Regions from separate parts of the Astyanax mexicanus genome. Here region 1 is linked to region 2. A link is a contact called in public Hi-C data. All regions are on one chromosome and are shown on one strand. Each heading gives the region's core, a stretch centred on a gene start, on an enhancer-like site or on the middle of the called end of the contact. The rest is flanking DNA. Distances are from core to core; before and after follow the strand shown. Region 1 has its middle 54 kb from the start of LOC125798106. Region 2 holds the start of mrps18a (mitochondrial ribosomal protein S18A).

Evidence for each region. Hi-C and Micro-C count contacts between places; a contact is called where the count stands out from the background.
Region 1: a contact with region 2 is called in a Hi-C map of muscle, with 17 times the contacts expected there. The contact joins the enhancer-like site here to the promoter of mrps18a in region 2. A contact is called at or near these places in 2 of 3 Hi-C or Micro-C datasets (both in muscle).

Annotation. Positions count from the first base shown.
Region 1 is chr2:26,873,024-26,877,909 of AstMex3_surface, forward strand. No RefSeq gene overlaps it. Among protein-coding and RNA genes, the nearest start is that of LOC125798106, 54 kb to the left of the region's middle. Within about 2 kb of position 2,843, the one cell type or tissue checked has an H3K27ac peak away from gene starts, as active enhancers do.
Region 2 is chr2:26,783,689-26,788,775 of AstMex3_surface, forward strand. It overlaps mrps18a (mitochondrial ribosomal protein S18A), which reads right to left and starts at 3,490. Exons shown (of 6, transcript XM_022663942.2): 1 at 3,238-3,490; 2 at 2,850-2,881; 3 at 2,633-2,737; 4 at 13-136. The coding sequence starts at 3,382.

The DNA.
Region 1 (4,886 bases), core at 1,593-4,092, 89 kb after region 2:
GGGGAAAAAAAGACCAAGAGTTAAACTTAGTACCCTTCATTTGCCAAGGGAGAGTGGAGGCATGGCCCTCCTATCTCTTAGGGATTACTATATCTCAGCCCAACTGAGACCACTTGTGTGTTGGTGTAACCCATCTTATGAAGCCAAATGGAAAACAATGGAGCTATCCTTGAAAGACATGCCCATACAGTCACTATTAGGTTTGGTAGGCAGGGAAAAGGACTTACTACAGACGGCAAACCAATGGGTGAATCTCTCATTGAAAGTGTGGAGAGAGGTGGTTAAACATTTCCAACTCCAAAAAGAAATTAAACTACTAAGGTGGCCAGCCTATGATACTGATTTTATGCCAGCATTACTAGACCATAGATATAAGCAATGGACTGGCTCCGGTATTACTGCATTATGTAAAATAGTAAAAGACTGGGAACTAAATAGTTTTGCCTCTTTATGTAAGTCACATGGGTTGAGTAGTCAAGATTTCTATAGGTATTTACAGCTCCGCAATTACTTTCATAAAAAGATAAAGGGTCCACATTTTAGTGAACTGCCAATTGTAATCCAGGTATTCATTAATGCTTATAACTCTGGAAATATGAAAAGCCTTATAAGCAAGTTATACAATGGCATCATAATATTGAAAAAGGATTCAACTGACTATGTAAAACATCGTTGGGAAAAGGAGCTGAAAATTGAAATAACTGAGGATATGTGGCTGACAGCCTGGAAAATACAGTCAACCACTACATGTTCACTGGATTGGAGAGATTTCTGTTGGAAGAACTTAATTAGGTTTTTCATCACTCCTAAACAGAAATCTAAACAGCTTGGCACTCAATTACAGTGTTGGAGGAACTGTGGAACAATCTTGGCTGATCATGCACACATTTTTTGGTCTTGCCCCTTCATTCAGTCTTTTTGGAAGGACGTGGCTGCGATTGTCGCAAGAATTCTGGGATTTGGCATTAACACAACTTTCACATGCATGTATCTCTGTATCTTTCCAGATGGTCTGAGTAATGATGACATGTATCTCCTAAAGATTCTATTAGCCGCAAGCAAGAAGGCCGTTACCAAATGAAAAAAAAGCTCGTACAGTTGGTACTTTTATCTCCATTGTTAAACAAATGCACCTTCTAGAACAGATGACCTTTTCAATAAGACTCCAGAAAGAACTGGGAGAAAAAAGATGGGGTAAATGGAGAGTTTATTTAACCAAACTGAAAGATAGCCCATATTGACTTTTGATTTAAAGTAAGTATATGGAATTGTCAAACCCAGCTATTCTGTGACCTCATGTGTCTTTTTTTTTTTTCTCCCTCCCCCTTTTCCCTTTTAGCTTTCTCACTCACCTTATTATTTGTTCCCTTTTTTGAACACTGTGTTAGGTTGTTTTGTATCTCAAAATTGTGAATAAATAAAGAGTATATAAAAAAAAAAAGTCTCCTGTTATAGACCTACATAGACTGTCTTTGGAATACCTGCACAGGACCACAAGGTACTGAATTCTTACTAGTTCTGGGAATTCTGAAAGTTTAAGAAGACAGAAGGGCCTTTTCTAGAAAGCCTTCCGACTCTGGAGTAGATTAACAGAAAATGTTTGGCACTTAATCTAGCGTCTAGCCTGAACACTCACCTGCTTAGTTAAGCTTTGTGTATTTAAAGTTTTCCTTTAGATACAGGATGCAGATGCAGGGATTTATAGGATTTGTGGTAAACTGAGATGCTGGAGCTATCATCCAGCCGTATTTTGATTAATCTACTTTGCTGCAATATGAGTTGTAAGAAATGATTTATATCTAGAAATTTGATTGTGCTTATCACAATAACACCATACAGTGCTGGTCTCTTTTAAGTGGTATCTTACCAATGGTATTAAAAGCAAATATTTTAATGATGATTCATATTTGATATATGATTCATATTTCTTGCTGTCTTTGTGCTATAATTGTTAAGTATTATTGTGATAAGGTCAAAAAAAGGAAATGTAACTAAAAAGAAAAAAAACGTTTTCTCAGTGACCAAAGTTTCTACTCCAAACCATGGGTTCAAAATCAGGTAAAATATAAAATTAAAATATTCTCAAATGTCCCACTATACCATACTTATGATAATGCCTAATTTAGAGCCCCAAATACATTTACAGTGTCATGCCTGCAGTTTTATACGCCTCTGAGGTCAATTTGTAGTCATTTGCACACACAAGTGCTGGACTAAACTGGTTTGATTTGTTTGATGTTTTGGAAAATCGCCCCTATTGGACTAAAGTATATTTCCAACAAACTACTGTATGATCACCGAGAGGGCCTGATTGGTGGCATTTGCCGCTGTTAATTAATGGCCAAGTACCAAGTGACATGACCTCAAAAGTCAATAGCACTGAGTTTGACTTTTAGCCCATGTGCTTTTAAAAGTCTGGGGAGGCAGTGTGAGCCAGATCATGCAGGCGGGTGGGGGCATAGCTGAAAGAGTGTGTTGTGTCCGTTCTTTAAAGGGTCAGCATAGCGATGTCCAGCATGCGTGGCTGCCTGATCAAAGGGCTGGTTTATTTAGAGACTGAGACAGATCAGTCATCAGCAGGCTGTCCTTAACTGCACACTTTCTCACACCCTGTGTGGGCAATATAATAAAGCTTAACATCCAACACACCCACTTAACAAACATCTAGATTTGAGGTCTCAGGACCAAACTTTAGCTTCGAAACTTTTAACAACAATTGTAGCAGGACAATATTTAGAAACTCCATTCCTGTCTTAAACAGCTAATGGTAAACTATATGACCATCAAAGTGTCTAGCCACACACACGCACACACGCACGCACACACACACATGCACACACACACACGCATACACACACACACAAACGCACGCACACACACACCTGCACACACCAATAGGCACAGCTGTTGGGTCCTGCTGATCATTGGAGAAAGAAAGCAAAGAAGTCTTGTAGAACTACAAGCAGTAATGTATGGTAAAATAGACAGTGCGTGTTGGAACACTGGTGTATATGGCGTATATGATTGGTGTATATGTTTATGATACACACATTCTGTTCTGATTCATTTCACCCAGTAGAGACAGTAAAAGCTTCAAAGGGTAAATAAATATGAATAATTTTACATTTTATTCTGCAAAAACACACCACTGCCTATAAGGCACAATTTGTGTTTTTGCTTTATTTAAAATAGCTGAATATATAAAATCTAGAATGTGAAATGTACAAACACTTTTTTTATTTAGTCCATTCATCATAAAGGACAGCTGTCAAATGTAATTAATATCAAAAAGTAAAAATAACTGATTTGTGTGAGAGTAAATATATATTTAATTCAGCAAAAAAGGAAACGGTGCCTAAAATGTGCAATAAAAATGTGTGAGGCAGAGGATTTATTTACTTATTTTCCCATAGAAAATCAACACAATGTGTTATTTGACAAGGGGTAGCCAACTTTTGTAAATGATAGTTATGGGAATAATCATCACTTGAGACCTATTGACACCAAGTCATATATTTTGCAAAAATGGAGAGAAATGGGAAGCGAGTGAGAGAGAAAATTGTAATCCCAGATCATAAAGAGACGCATATTCTTGTGAGACGCATTGTGCTTGACGTTGCTCTTTACTCTGCACTGGATTGTGATAAATGCAACACAATCCCAGTATCAACAGCCAACCACCAATAGTCATGTGCAGGCACACACACATTGCTTGAGACTGAATACACTCTACGTGCTTCTCAGCATGTATTTCTTGTGACAAAGGGCTTGTTCTGAGTTAACCACTTAATATCTGCCTGATGTTTCCTCCTTACACTAAGGCTGTTCTTTACATTACTTTTTACATTTAGTCCTGCAGAAGGATATTATTAAATGAGTGTTGTGTGTGTGTGTGTGTGCCAGCTGAAGCTTTTTTAGGAATAGATATTTAAAAAAAATAACAATGTGAATATCCAAACAGGTCAATTACTCTACACTCTAAGAAATATAAGTACAGATTTGTACTTAAAAGAGTACAAAGCTTGTCGCTGGGGCTGTACCTTATATTAAGGTTCAAAAAAGTACCTTTCAGTGAAAGTACTTTTTTGTACCCATGGTTTTTGTGCCAGCAAAGATTATAAAGATTATAAACATTGTCATCAACTAAAAATGTCTCAAAAACTTGATGATACAAAATTGTCTGGCTTTCAAATAAAAAATGTGCAATTTAAATATATACTGTTCATTAGTACAGTGATGCAGAATACTGAATGTACCTTTTGGCTGGTTAAATGGTACAAATCTGTACTTATTGCTGTTAGAAATGACTTTGTACTTCAGAGGGAACAAATCTGACCCTGTAAAGACCAATATTGTACCTTTGAGGGTACAATTATAAAGAATGTACCTTCGAGTACAAAAAAGTACTCATATCGTACCTCTGTTTTTTAGAGTGTAACACGCTATCAATGTATCTTACAGAACAAAGAGTCTATACAGTGTTTAGCATCTGTTTTCATTTTTCTGTCTCTTTCCTTATGTCTGTCTCATGGTTTGTAGAGCCCCCTGTGCTTATTCACTTTTAAAACTCCTCTTATTTTTTTTTCCTTCTGGGAAGAAAATCTATTCAAGGATATTTTGGCTTACTTTGACTCTCTTTCACTATTTCTGCTTCTAACCCTGTATACTTTCTCTTTGTAGGCACCCCCTCCTTCCCGTCTCAGCTGACAGTCTGACAGTGCAGCACGGCTGAACCCAGCACTTTGGCAACGTGCAGTTTGCCATGTCTGCTGTTGCTATGGGAACCAGCTACACAGTGGAAAAAGTGAGAGAGAGAGAGAGAGAGAGAGAGAGAGAGACCTTTAATGGTGAGTGAACAGTGGCCACTGCCGGTGAGACTGCAGACT
Region 2 (5,087 bases), core at 2,240-4,739:
TTACTAGTTCACCTGCTCGATGAGCCATCTGCACACAGATGGCTATCTTGCGGTGTTCCTCAGGACAGAGACCCGTGATACGCCTTGGCAGCATCCCTCCATCTGAGCGGATAAACTGACTAAGCAGCAACACATCCTGCAAGAATTTTGGAGCAAAAATAATACAAGTCTCAAAAATAATAAATCATACAGACACAAACAAATAGTTATTGCAAAAAGACCAGAGTTAAAAGTAAAGATTATTTCAACATTTTAATGTAGATTGGGTGTTTATTTTGCACAATTAAACAAAAATAATACATTATACAAAAAAACAAAAACAATTTTAAAGATATTTATTTGAGCTCTTATTACCAATGCCTCAAACTTGATTGTGAACCAGATCTAGGTATTGTTAGTAATGGCCAGGTGATGCAAATTTCAAATGCAATGACTCCTCTAAACTTGTCTCAACAATCAACAGCCATATGCTCCTCTAAACAACTGTCTAGCATTTGAAATCCTAAATACCCACAAACCCTTAGAAGGCTGTAGTAAAAAGTAAAAGAAGTAGTATTAACAGCCATATCCTAACCTTTACAAATAAATTGTAGGAGCATTGCGCACATAACCCAATACCCCGATGGAAGACGAAGCTTGCAACAAGGAAGAATTGGTAAAATATCCCACACAAGATGTGAAAGGTGTCTACAAACTGGGAAATGTGCCAAATGGCAATATCAACAATCAAATAACAATATCAAATATTGGCTGTGCTAAAAGCCCTATACATAGCAATGTGCTATTCACTCTTTCTTTTGAGTGATCTTAAAACGTAAAATTATATGCTGGCCAAGATAATCCAAGAGAAGCCACTGGAGAAGATGGGCTGGACCCCTTTTCATAGCGTCTTGCAATCCTAATTATTTTAAAATGAATTTTATACATTTTTAATCTTAGTTTTATCTTGCAGAATTCCCAGTGTCTTGAAAACAGCTCATGTAATTTATCTGCATAAAGGTGGTGAGAAAAAGTTAAATAACTATAGGCCAGTCTTAAAACTGCCATGTTTAGCTAAGATGTTAGAGTCTCTAGTGAACCAACAATTCAGTTTTTATATAAGTATCAGTCTGGTTTCAGAGAAGGCACTATCTCTGCTACAACACTGGTTTTAAACAATCTCTATTCAGACATGGACAAGAAGAAACATTGTGCAGCTGTTTTTATAGACTTCACAAAAGCTTTTGACAAAGCTGATCACTCTCTTCTTTTAAGGACCTTAAATGTCACTGAATAACTTGTTTAAAGGTATATCTCAAGGTTCAATTTTGGGTTCAGTTTTATTTAATATATACATCACAGATATTGTTGCCTCAGCTTCTACCTCAGACTGCAAAATCCTTCTTTATGCAGAGGACAATTTTATATTGCTCAGCTGATTCTGTTCAGGCTGCAGCAAGAAAATTACAGAACTCATTTAATGATTTTTACAAGTTGCATTGTTTAAGCACAAACTAGTTTTAAAATGCCATAAAAACTAAGTTCATGTTGTTTTCCAGATCTCTAAATACTGATTTCAGTACTGTAAATATTACAACCCTGGAAGGATCCACCATTGAGAGAGTCACAGAATATAAATACCTTGGCATATGGTTGGATGATAAACCCACTTTTTAACAACACATAAATAAACTAGTCAGTAAATGCAGACGGAAGTGTTATTTTATAGACACTCCCCATGCACGCCAGGAAAAGATTAGTTGAGGCAACTTTCCTATCAGTGCTGGACTTCAGTGACATTATTTATAAATATGCTCCCTCCAGCTCCCTCAAATAATGGACCCAGTGTATCGCTCTGCACTGAGGTTCATTACTGGAAAGCCGTACAGAACTCACTGTGAGCTCTATGCAAAAGTCGGTTGCCCATCTTTAACGATACGAAGAAAAACACACTGGTTGATTTTTATTTATAAAGGAACTCTCCAGTCATTTGCCAGAATACATTACTTCACTAAAGAATGTAAATAACAGTAATTATCTGACTCGATCTAGTGATTGGATCAGCTTTATTTTTTTAAGTTTTGTACTATTGCTTTTACACTTATTTTGATTTTCTTTATTATTATTATTATTATTAATATTGCTTTTATTTTTTTATTCATTTATTTATTTGTATTTTGCTTACTGTATTATGCAACACTTAGTTTTAGCTTAATTTTAACTATTTTTTGTTGTATTAATCTTATCTTCCTTTGTTTTTCTATCTATTTTTTATATTTTATTTACTGTTATTCTAAAATGATTAGGTTTATGTGATATATGCATGATGTCCTCTTCTCTCTGCAGCTCTAAACTTTGCTGTTGAGCACTTTTTTAAGCATTTACCTGAGTCTTTTATCATAGTTGGTCACCAAAAGGAAACTGAAGATAGTCCAAAATTATTTTTTTCCCACTCATCATTTTCTTACCATACTAATTTTATTATTGTTTATATTATTATTATTATTATTATTATTATTTTTATCACTTAAATTTAATATTATTAATGCTAGTAGTAGTAGTAAAATTATACAGAAAGAGATGCTATCATATGATGCCCATTTGTAAATCCACTGACTCTTAACAGTACAGCCTTATTTTAGGAAGGAATTACCTCGTATGTGTACTTGTTCTGCAGGTTCCACTGGTAAATAGGGCATTTTGCTGCTGGATTTGGAGGCTGTGCTCTGTCTGGTGTGGCTACTGTTACACCTTCAATCTGCACAGAACACAGAAAAAAAGCTCATACAACATTCAATATTTGAATTAATAAGACAGGTTATACGTTTGTCAAAGACAAGACATACAGATATGTATCTGAAACCACTCACCAGTGTAGTTTTACCCTCCTTCTTTTCCACAACTGAAAAACAGAAGATATCCACATAGTCGTAGAGCATGGTTTATATAGCACTGGACTAACTGTGCGGTTTGTTCTGTTTAACCCTCCTGCATTTCTCTCTGCACAGCAGGATGTTCAGTACTTACTTAATGACAGCATGAAACAAATTAAAGTTATTTACACGCTTTAAATCGGATCTCGATTATTCTCATTTATTCCGTAGATTTAGTCATTTTTCTTGCTTTTTAAACACAACGTCAGTTCACCTGTTTACAATTTTATAAAGAAAAGCAGCACGTTATTAATCTGTCTTCTATAAAATGGGTAAAGAGTGAGGTCTTTCAGAAGACCAGCCCGTCCCTATAGTCGCTACTTACCCTGCCGAATCCCCCGAGCAGCGGGGAAGCAGAAGCCGGTCAGCGGGGGTAAGAAGGGTACGCGGGTTAAAGTACCGGAGGTTGCGGCGCAGTAAGCGGTACTGAGAGCCGCTCTCACACAGCTCAGAACTCGCAGAGCCGCCATGCTCTTACCGACCTTCACTTCCTAACACTTACTAGCACTCCCGCTCCTGAGATAACGGTACCGCGCGCTACTGCCGCCTGCTGATCCGGAGTGTACAGACAGGCTTCAGGAGAACAGACTGACAGCAGAACCGCGGAAACACAGCCCAACACCAGCAGCGGCTCCAGCCCAGCGCCACAGCGTCCCAGTGCTGCTGATTACTCTGTTATTTAGGATGTATTCGGTACTTAGATCTACTTTTATCTGAAATTGCGGCAACCCAGGTCACATAAGCTAAAGTTTATGTAATATTTACGCCGCCTAATGGATTATGTTTATGTTTAGGCCTGTTTGCGATCAAGTTTAATACTTGCAAATATAACGTAGGTGTACACAAAAAGGCCAGGAATAAGTTATAAGTATAAGCAGCTTCGAGATTAAGTTTAAAGGTAATTAACTGAGTGATTTGTCTAATATTAGCGTACACAGACAACATAACCCTGCAGGCACGTCTGACAACAGAACATGCGGACAAGACATGATACGTTCAGTATAAGCATTATTAGGTAGAAGTGCCTTATAAAGTGATAATGAAATAGGTCTTTAGCTCATGTTTGAAGATAGAAAGTGAACAAGTGGACTTTAAAGTACACCCAGTGTCAAACAGCACATACACTGTGTTCTCTTTTTAAGTTCCTCTAGGTGTCAAATAAAACAATAACGCTTTAACGTGAGAGGTGTGAACAAAGATAATTTAAACCACCAAATTTTATGTAAACAACAATATTATGTTGTTCTTTTTATTTTTTCAGAAAAGTTTGTATTCTTTTGTGTACTGCGTACTGCGCTGAAATGGACAGACAAGAGCTGAGAAAGTACTGAGAAAGCAGGCTGTGTCTGTGAGCTTGTTTTTAATAATAAATGGCCAGCAGAGGGCACTGCAGCACCTTAAACAGAATAATGAACAGAATAAAATTGTATGAATGAAAGCTTGTGACAGAGTGGCACCTGACCCTAGTGTGGTACTATGTGGTATTTATCTGTCTATATGGTATTAAAGTAAAAAGCAATTATCAATATATAAAGAACTTAAGTTGTACATTCGTCATTGTCCAACTGGAACAGTTCCTCATTCAAAAAATATATCTGGCCTTTACCTACATTTGAAAGGAATAAATGAATCATTATGTCTCTTTTCAATACAAACACAATAGTGCTTCTGCATTCAGCAAATAGAAGTATAACTTCACAAGGGTAAGAGGAGTTCCACTGGCAGACTTTTTGTTTTCTTTGAGTGCTGCCATAATGGCCAATCAAAAATCTTATGCTCTCAGCTTCATTCCTGAATGTTGTTCAGTGACCATTTTCAAGCATCCCAAGTGTTATTTTGTCAACCCCACACTCGCTGCTTAGCAACCATTGCTATGTGCCTTTGTTTTGAGCCTTATTTATCAGTTTGCTGGTGTTTGAATGGGAAGCTGCTGCCATGGCATGGTTTTACTCACAGTAAATACAGAATTCCAAATTTTAAAACATAAAACATTTAAAGCAGTTTTAATTTTGTGGTAAAGAGGTCGTACGTAGGTGCTGACAATTAATAGAACAAAAAGTACCAACATGTCTGTCTATTTCATTTATTCCTTATAAGGTGCTTGGTAAAAAAATTGCTGATTGGGAAACTGAAACCATTTTATGTTAAGCAATTTTATTTGCACTCTTGACCTCT